2 separate regions of the Mus musculus genome follow, and region 2 is linked to region 1. The links are chromatin contacts, called in public Hi-C maps. All regions are on one chromosome and are shown on one strand. The core of a region is the stretch at or near the end of the contact, and the rest is flanking DNA. Distances in the headings are between cores, read along the strand shown.

Region 1 (4,598 bases), core at 775-3,274:
CTGAAGTTCACATAGCCTGAGTAGATTGCACAGATAGTTAAAGGATGATTCAGAACCATGCCCAATTTTTTTTTTTTAAAGAGGGCAAGGAGCTGATAATCTACAGAATACATTACTAGCAAGCTTAAAAATATTTCTGAAATTTAATAAAGTGTGCTTTTTCTACTTTGAGCAGGGATTATTTTCTTTACCTGTTCTTCATCTCCAGTAACTGAAAACGAACAAGGAAAACAAAACTGAAATGAACACACCTATTGCCTGAGACACATAACAGAAAATTAAGAGCAGTCAAAGGGGTGTCAAGCTATGCACTAAAAAAGGAAAAGGGAAGATCAGGTTGTCAGTCTCTCTCAAAGCTCTCATTCAAGATGTCTAGAATAAAGCAAGAAGTACAACTTACTGTATATCTATTTATATGTACTTCATATATGTACACATCAGATATGTATGTGTGTGTGTATATATAGATTAAGATAACCTTTCAGCTTGGATTTTATAACTTAAGAGAGATATGGCATTTTAAATTTGCAACTGAAGTAGTTCTTATAGAACTAGATGATGCTTGCCTGAGCCAGGCACAGAAATTGTTGGTAGTTCTAAAAGTCACAGTTCTTTTTATTGTTTTTGTTTTCTAATACAGGGTTTCTCTGTGTAGCCCTGGTTGTCCTGGAACTAAAATCTGTAGACAGGGCTGTCCTGGAATTTAAAGATCTGCTTGCCTCTACCTCCCTAGTGCTGGGGTTAAAGGCTTGCTCCACAACCATCTAGTATCACTGGAATTCTTAATTGCCAAACTCTGAAGTCTTAAGGCTCTGCAAATTCCTCAAGCAGTTTTAATGATGTAAGCATGTTATAATTCCATTACTATTTTGTTTAAATAGACATACCAATTTACCACTTTTTTCAGGTACTTTTGTGCAACTACTTTAAAAAATTAATCAATTCAGTGGGAGTTTGTACCACTAATAAACATATAACCAAGAACTAATTGAAAATACAGGTATTAAGAAAGTTTGCCCTATGGTACTTTTGAAATGTTTATAAGATCCTGTATCATGGGAGTTACCAGTCAAAGAAGATGAATAGTAATAAATTATGCATTATGATTCATTTGTATACTGACCATTTCTTTGTTTGGGATGACAATTTAAATGATTTGAATACACCTTAGGATTTCTAATGTTTCTGGTGACTGGCAATATGTCTTTATCGAAAAGGGCTGACCACTTGAAATATTAAAGAAACTATATCCTTGATGTCAAGGAAGAAACCACCAGTCATACTTACGTGGTTTTAACTCAGTGCCATCAGAGATATTGCCATGTGCGTGTTATAATGTTTTCAATTGAAATTTTCTCACGGACTAAGGCTGGTCGTGAGGACCTCCAATGTATTTTGATAATTCATACAATTCTTGTGAACCTCATACGCCTATGGAAAAGGGAGATCACCCACCCACTGGCATCATACCTGAGGATCTTTGGGGATTTCTAGCAGGGGATTTGCTGCACCTACCCAACCACCTCATGAGGGTAGTCAGGGAGGCGAGTTCAAGAACTAGCTTGGCAGAGAGGCTCCCGGTTTGACAGCATCTATTTTAAGCCGCGCCCGTGTGAGCAGGTGTCAGCCTCTCCACGGGCTGTGGCAAGAGCCCGGCGACATTGGGCCTGTCTCCAGACCCCCGCAGCGAGGTGGGGCCGCGGACCCAAGGTGGACCAGGAGGAGGCAAAGGCGGCCGGGAGCAGGTGGCCCTCCACTCACCGCACGTGGCCCGCACGGCGAGGCCGAGGGGGAAGGAGAGCGGACGGGCGAGCCCTGTCCTTCCCCTCGCGACTCCTCCCCGCGCACCTGCTCACCTGTCGGCCCGGTCCCAGCGCGTGGGGGAGGGACGAGGGGTGAGGGATGCGGAGGAGGAGCGCCGGGAGAAAGAGGGGGTGCAGCGAGGACTCCGCCCCCCCCAAGCTGCGCGCAGGCGCAGTGGCCGCTACCGCAGGCAGGGGGCGGCAACATGGCGGAGTGAGCGGCGGCGTCGGGGCTTCACAACAACAGCGGCGCCGGTGGCAGCGGCCCGAGCTTTGGCCCCCGGCGGAGGGCGGAGGGCCGTGCGAGACGAGGCGGCATCCTCGCGGGGGGCCGGGCCGGCGGTAGCGAGCCGGGGAGATCGGTGCAGAGAGCGCCGAGGCGATCTGCGAGGAGCTCCGTGAGGCGAGCGCTGAGGCGGACCGTGAGCTCGCTGGGGAGACAGCTGCGGCAAGCCCGGGAGGAGACCTCGGAAGCGACCCTTGAGGCTGTCCCCGGAGGCGGTCGGCGAGGCGCCGCGCACGGCTGCCGGGCCCGGCTGAGGCGCGGACGGGAGCGGGCCCGGCGCCGCGGCGCTGGTGGATGCTGGGGCTGCGAGGCGCCGGCCGGGGGGCGGGGGCCGCGGCGGGGATAACGGAACCGGCGGAGGCGGCGCGGCGGCGCTGCACAGCTCCTCAGCAGCGGGGCGGATGGCGAGCGACAAGCCGGGCCCGGGGCTCGAGCCGCAGCCCGTCGCGCTCCTGGCCGTCGGGGCCGGCGGCGGTGCAGGCGGCGGAGGCGCCATGGGGGAGCCTCGGGGGGCGGCCGGCTCCGGCCCGGTGGTGCTGCCGGCGGGCATGATCAACCCTTCGGTGCCGATCCGCAACATCCGTATGAAATTCGCCGTTCTGATCGGACTCATACAGGTCGGCGAGGTCAGCAACAGGGACATCGTGGAGACCGTGCTCAACCTGGTAAGCGCCCCCCCTCCCAACCCCGGGCGTCCGCGCCCTGCCTCCCCGCGTCCCTCAGCCTCCTGTCCGTCCGCCCGCCCGCCCGCCCGCGCGCAGCCACGGCCGCGCCACCTCCCTCCTGTCACCCGCGCGGTGCCCAACTCAACCCGGCACTTCCGACGAGTGGTCGGTCCTTAGGGCCTGGGCCGTGAGTGGAGGTGTGAAGCGGCCCTCAGGTCCTTTGGGAGTTTCTTCTCCCCATCTCTTAATTGTCCGTGTTGTGGCTCTGAGAGGGTGACAGCCCGGCCCCTAGAGCCCGAGTCCCCCCAAGCGCCCCAGCCCCCACCCCCTCCCGTGCTCCTGAAATGGGAGAAGCGCACTGGTTCCAACTTGAGCAGCTGGGGTGCTGGGTTTTCCAGGGAGGACGACGAATGATGCAGATTTTGCATCTGTCTTTAAATACATTCCGTGGCAGTGATGGAGCGTGTTGTGCCTGTACTCACCCCTACCTCCATCTCTAGGCAATCTTCACCTCTTTGTAGTATCTCTCCAGATATGCTGATCTCTTACCTTTACGGGTGTGGGGCGCAGAAGGTGTTAAAATGTAAGGGGGGCACCGGATCTTACAGGTTGGTTTCTATGGTTGCGGTGGCTTGAGGATAAAGACCAGAAGAAAGATTTGAAAGGCAGCCTAGGTTTTGGCTCCTTTCATGGTAAGAGAGTTACTGCAGAAGTGTGTATGACTTAATGTTCTGCGCTAGCTACAGAGAACCTAAACAATGTTGAAGATGACTTGGTCCAGCAGAAGGAGAGGAAGAGCCAAAATAGAGCATAATTGAGGCTAGGTCATGGCTTTTGCGCTTTGCAAATGCATTTCTTTTGTTTTTGGTTTTGCCTTTCTTCAGCAAAGCTTCTTAAAAACCCGGCTTCCTCTGCATTGTCTAGCCTTTGACATTCAGTAAGGCTGGGTTTGGGAAGGCAAGGTGTGAGTCAGTAACAGTCAGTTGACCATTGTATTTGGTGTGAAGTCGCAGGAATATAAAGAAAAATGCTTGCTGGGGATTTTTATAACACTCATGAGGTCTGACTTTTCAGAGAAGCAATTATTTCTGTTTGGTGCCTTTGGAAAATTGAAAGAAAACTGCTGCTGTGGCAGTGGTACCCTGAGACGTGGATTAGATAACTCTGTTGTTTTTGCACCTTTGAAATTCGTGGAAAAGTTGGAGTACTTTTTGTCTTCTTTTTGCTAGTGTGTCAACTCAAAGCTAGGTCACCTGCCATTGCTTCTCTGTATGTATTGCAGCTTGAATGCAAAACTCCGTCAAATAAGTCACCACAAAAATCAGTGTAAGTTTGTGAGATTGTCATCCTATAGGTGTAACCAGTTCTTTTCAAAACACTAATGGGATTTTCTGGGGGCGGGGGTGGTGGTGGCAGCGGTGAGAGGTAGTTTTACCTTGCTTCTTAAAGATAATTATTTTTATTGCTTCTTCTTCTTCTTCTTTTTTTTTTTTTATAGAAGAAAAGCTGGGCCATCTCAAGGAACAATATTAACATATTAGCTGCTACTCAATTTATGTATATTTAAAGAACACACACATTTTGAGTGTTTCCGTTTTTCTGAGGCCAATAGGATTTGTTACTTTAGATGCTGTGGTAACGGCATTTCTGTGCTTACTTGTATGCACAATGTAGCCTGATATGAGGCAGTAGGTCTCTCACGAGCTAGAAACTGATTTGAATGTGGAACCAGTGTGGACTCTGAAGCAACAGCCATGCCTGCTGGATCAGTTCTTAACAGATGGGGGTTCTTTAGATACACAGTAGACTAAAAAAAGGAAGTGAAGTATTTCTCTTGTGCTAAAA
Region 2 (4,547 bases), core at 399-2,898, 250 kb before region 1:
AAGCAATACTACACATTTCTGGCCCTCCTTCCAACTTTCATCCACACGAATCTATTGTGTTGTATTTAATGTTCATGAGGTGAAGAAGGAGATAGTAGATCCTGAATGTGGATACTTTCAATGCAGTGTCCTTTGCATCAAAGAAACATGATTAAAAATGATTTTAAAATGTGAGGTAACCCAATCACAAAAGAACACACATGATATGTATGCACTGAAAAGTGGATATTAACCCAGAAACTTAGAATACCCAAGATACAAGTTGCAAAACATGTGAAACTCAAGAAGAAGGAAGACCCAAGTGTGGATACTTCACTCCTTCTTAGAATGGGGAACAAAATACCCATGGAAGGAGTTACAGAGACAAAATTCGGAGCTGAGATGGAAGAAAGAACCATCCAGAGTCTGCCTCACCTGGGGATCCAGCCCATATACAACCACCAAACCCAGACCCTATTGCATATGCCAGCAAGATTTTGCTGACAGGACCCTGATATAGCTGTCTCTTGTGAGGCTATGCCAGTGCCTGGCAAATACAGAAGTGGATGCTCACAGTCATCTATTGGATGGAACACATGGCCCCAAAAGAAGGAACTAGAGAAAATACCCAAGGAGCTAAAAGGGTCAGCAACCCTTTAGGAGGATCAACAATATGAACTAGCCAGTACCCCCCAGAGCTTGTGTCTCTGGTTGCATATGTAGCAGAGGATGGCCTAGCCAGCCATCAATGGGAGGAGAGGCCCTTGGCCTTGCAAAAATCATATGCCTCAGTACAGATGAATGCCAGGGCCAGGAAGCAGAAGTGGGTGGGTTGTGGGTTGGGGAGTGGGGCGGGGGTGGGGGGGGGAAGGTATAGGGGACTTTCGGGATAGCATTTGAAATGTAAATGAAGAGAATATCTAAGAAAAAAAAGAAAACCGAGGGAATAAAATAAAATAAAATGTTCAGTAGTGGTCTTGTTCACATTTTATGGTTGATTATGATACTTCAGAGGAGAGTTATAGATGAGAAAATTGTGATATCCTTATTGGTTGAGAACATTCATGACTTGTTCAGTAATTTAAGAGTTTTTGCTCCTAAACTTAGCATTGACCTCAGTTCCCCGCTTCTGGAGATGTTCTAGATTAAGCACAAAAATTACTCTGCCATGTTTTAATAAAACTAGAGTTAGGACAGGGCCCTAGATACTCTTTGCATTATGATTTAAGAAGATCAAGAAACAAAGGATGCTAACAATATTTGGGAGAATGAAGACGAGGTAGGAGAGGCAGAGAAATGATGCAAGGCTAAGAAGACAGTCATTTAGTAAGAAGGCATTTTACCTGTAGTCTACATGTCCAGCACTCCAGGGACTTAGCCAAAGGCTTGCTACCAAAGTCTGGGTGACTTTTAGCTATCATGACAACAGGTATGGTGACGGCAAATTATATTTCCTGTATTTGTTCCATAAAAGTCTTCTATAAAATAAAAATGACAAGAAGCACTGTGCTTTTTCATCTTAGACAATGTGTTGTGTTTTATGCATACAATACCTATACAGCAACAATATCAGCCTCAGCACTGAGCACCAAGGACATACTGATGACTCTGACCAATCAGGAAAGCCCTAGTAATAAGACATCTGCAATGAATGTGAGCTTGGCAGTAGTGAGCTGCTAAGACAGCCACCTTTGAACCTTCTGAACTGCATGCCCTGATGCAGTTGCCTCCCATCCTGAACAAGGGTGGTCCAGGGTGGGACTGTGCAATTGACAATGTAGGGCTTCAGGCTAGGTCAGAAGATAAACTGAAGCTACAATTTTCTCCTGTTTTGAATCACTTGCTTGGTGAGAAGTCAGCTGCCACGAACCTCAAAAGCAGCCTTGCCAGTAAGACCCATGGTGAGGAACTGAGGACTCCAGCCAGAAGCCAGTGACAAATTGAGGCTTCCTGCCAATACTCTTGTAAGTGAGCCATCTTGGAAGCCATTAGTCAAATCTTTAGTTGACTTCATCCCAAATTTTTGTTTTAGCCAGTGTGATTTCAAGCCAAAACTACTCAGCCTAGTTAGTCTCAATTTGTGACCCACAAAAATGGTGAACAGATAGGTGCTTCTTAACTTCAGCTACTAAGGCCTGCAATCATTTTTGCGTAGCGGTGGCTATATATTTTGGTACTTTGGTAGCTGCAAATGAGAGCTAGAGTAACAAATAACTAAAAGTACTCAGAGGATTTAGAAAAGACAGTGGGCAAAGGCTGGAAAGTTTGGGGAAGAGTATTCATGAGACCTTAAATATGTGAGCAAACTTTCCAGAGAATCCAGTATCCTACTGCAGAGGGTAAAATGAGGAAGGCCTAAGGGAGGTGTGGAGAGATGGAAGCAAGGGAAACTTGTATCAGGAAGCTTAGCAGCACTTTGTCCTGAATATGTGTAGAAAGTGGAAAATGGACCAGGAATGGCCTAAGGAGAGTTAAAACAATGTAGAAGGCACTGCTCAGATTCAGTGTGCTGCTTATAGCATAATGGGAGTAGAGAGATAGCCACAGAAAGATGCCCCCCCCCAACTTCATTAAGTTATAATTGACACATTAAATTTGTACATACTTAAAAGTTTAGGTATCTAGTATTTCAATCAATTCTTATTGTGAAATTACTAAATCAAACTAGTCAACATATCTATGCCCTTATCAATTTTTGTAGTAAACATAGTGTTTCCATTTGCTTTTTGTTACTGTGATAAAAACACTGACCCAAACTAGTTTTGTGGAGGAAAGAGATTATTTCATTACAGGTTCAGGAAAGTCACAACAGGAATGCAAGGCAGAAGAAGAAGCAGCTGAGGAACTCTGCTTACTGCCTAGGGGTACCAACGCCCACAGTGGTCTGGGCCCTCCCATGTCAATCAACAATCATCAATCAAGAAAATGAACCTCAGACATTTCCACAGGCCAATCTGATGAAAACATTTTCTCAGCCACAGTTTCCTCTTCTCAGGTGTGTCAAGTTGATCATTGAAGGTACCTAAGACATAAATTGAAGATCCCTCTTAGCAAATACACAAATCACTTCTGCTAACTATCCCTTTGATGCTGGACACAAGGCACTTAGAAATTCTTGTTTACTTGCTTGCTTGCTTGCGTGCTTGCTTGCTTGCTTGCTTGCTTGCTTGCTTGTTTTACCAAAATAGTAGGAAGAAAGACCTTTCTGTTTTTTTGAGAATTCTCAGTCTGTTCAAAAATGCCAAAACTAAAAAGGAGCTTCCTTTAGTCTCCCATACTGTCTATGTCCCTCTCTAAGGAGATACACTTGTTACAAATGATCAACTTACACATCCTAATCAAAGCCCAAGTCTGACATTCTAGTTCATTTCATTTGTGTTCATTCTGTGACTTTTGTGTTCAGTCTGGACAAATGTGCAATGGGAGGTACCCACCCCACAAAAGTACCATGAAGCAGTACCATTGCTCTGGCATCTTCAAGCTGCCGACTGGTCCACCTGCCCTGCTTAGTTTTCACTGCTCTTCCTAATTCACTAATTAAGTGAAATGAAGTATTGAACAAAAGTAAGCTTCTGAGGTCAAGAAATACAAATATTTAGATACGACTTCTTAAGATTTATTGAAATTCTCACTTGTTACGCCTTCTCAGGTATGACCCAGGACCTCTTGGCTTCTTCTGATCTGCTTGATTGCCCTGTGCAGTATTAAAATATTTCCAAGTTCTTCAAATTACTCATTTTAATAGCTTCTCATATGCACTTTGAATGAATAGTAACAGGGCTTTGTTTTCCAGATGTCAGCTCATGTGTGGGAATAATTCTCCCAGACTTTTATAATTATGACAATTTGGGATAGGAAAGAACAAACAGCACATTTCATTGGAAACAATTTTCACAAAGTCTGTCTTTGCTTATCTTCTGAGTCCTCCACTATTTATGAACTTGGCACAATCAATACCATGGTGGGCCTTTATGAAAATGACCTAAAAGCTGAAAAGACTGAAGCAGAAAAGGATGCAATCTGGCACCTTATGTGAAAAATAGAAACCACATGGCCCACCATGAGAGGTGAGTTGTAAAGGTGGTGATCAGAGAAGCGGGCTTTGCTCAGAATATCAGATGGTGCTGACAAGTGAACCATACTGACTAAAGTGTTTTCTCAGAATGGCATAAAAGTTATCCAGTTCGAAGGACACTGTAGTGTCCTAATTTTCCTACATTCCTTGGGAAGAAAATGTGTCCGTTAGGTTAGAAGGGGCTGGATAGTAGTTTGGAAAAAAGATGGTGTTTCAGTTGGGGTTTCTATTGCTGTGATGAAGTACCAAGATCAAAAGCACCTTAGAGGTCTAAGAGTTTATCTCACCTTAGAGCTTGTAGTCCATCACTCAGACAAGTGAGGGCAGGAACTCAGAGCATGAACCAGAAGGCAAGAACTCAAACAGAGGCCATGGAGGAACACTTCTTACAGGCATGCTCCTTCATCACTTGCTCAGCTTATTCCTTACAGTATCAGGACTGCCTGGGTCCTGGTTTTGGCACCACCCACAGGGGTCTTAGATCTCTCCCATC

The links. Hi-C and Micro-C count contacts between places; a contact is called where the count stands out from the background.
Region 2: a Hi-C map of cerebellum shows a contact between it and region 1, with 2.4 times the contacts expected there. The contact joins the enhancer-like site here to the promoter of Nbea in region 1. A contact is called at or near these places in 6 of 39 promoter capture datasets (the 3T3-L1 cell line, 3T3-L1-derived adipocytes, the SN4741 cell line and 2 more), 9 of 484 Hi-C or Micro-C datasets (cerebellar granule neurons, cerebellum, mammary gland and 5 more) and 5 of 115 datasets of contacts at active chromatin or transcription factors (astrocytes, embryonic forebrain, forebrain and 1 more).

The regions. Positions count from the first base shown.
Region 1 is chr3:56,181,127-56,185,724 of GRCm38.p6, reverse strand. Nbea (neurobeachin) reads left to right here and starts at 2,024. Exons shown (of 58, transcript NM_030595.1): 1 at 2,024-2,753. The coding sequence starts at 2,490.
Region 2 is chr3:56,431,047-56,435,593 of GRCm38.p6, reverse strand. No RefSeq gene overlaps it. Among named protein-coding and RNA genes, the nearest start is that of Gm32177, 5.4 kb to the left of the region's middle. Within about 2 kb of position 1,648, at least 4 of the 459 cell types and tissues checked have an H3K27ac peak or open chromatin away from gene starts, as enhancers often do. A contact at or near this core is called in 3T3-L1-derived adipocytes and cerebellum, where this site is marked.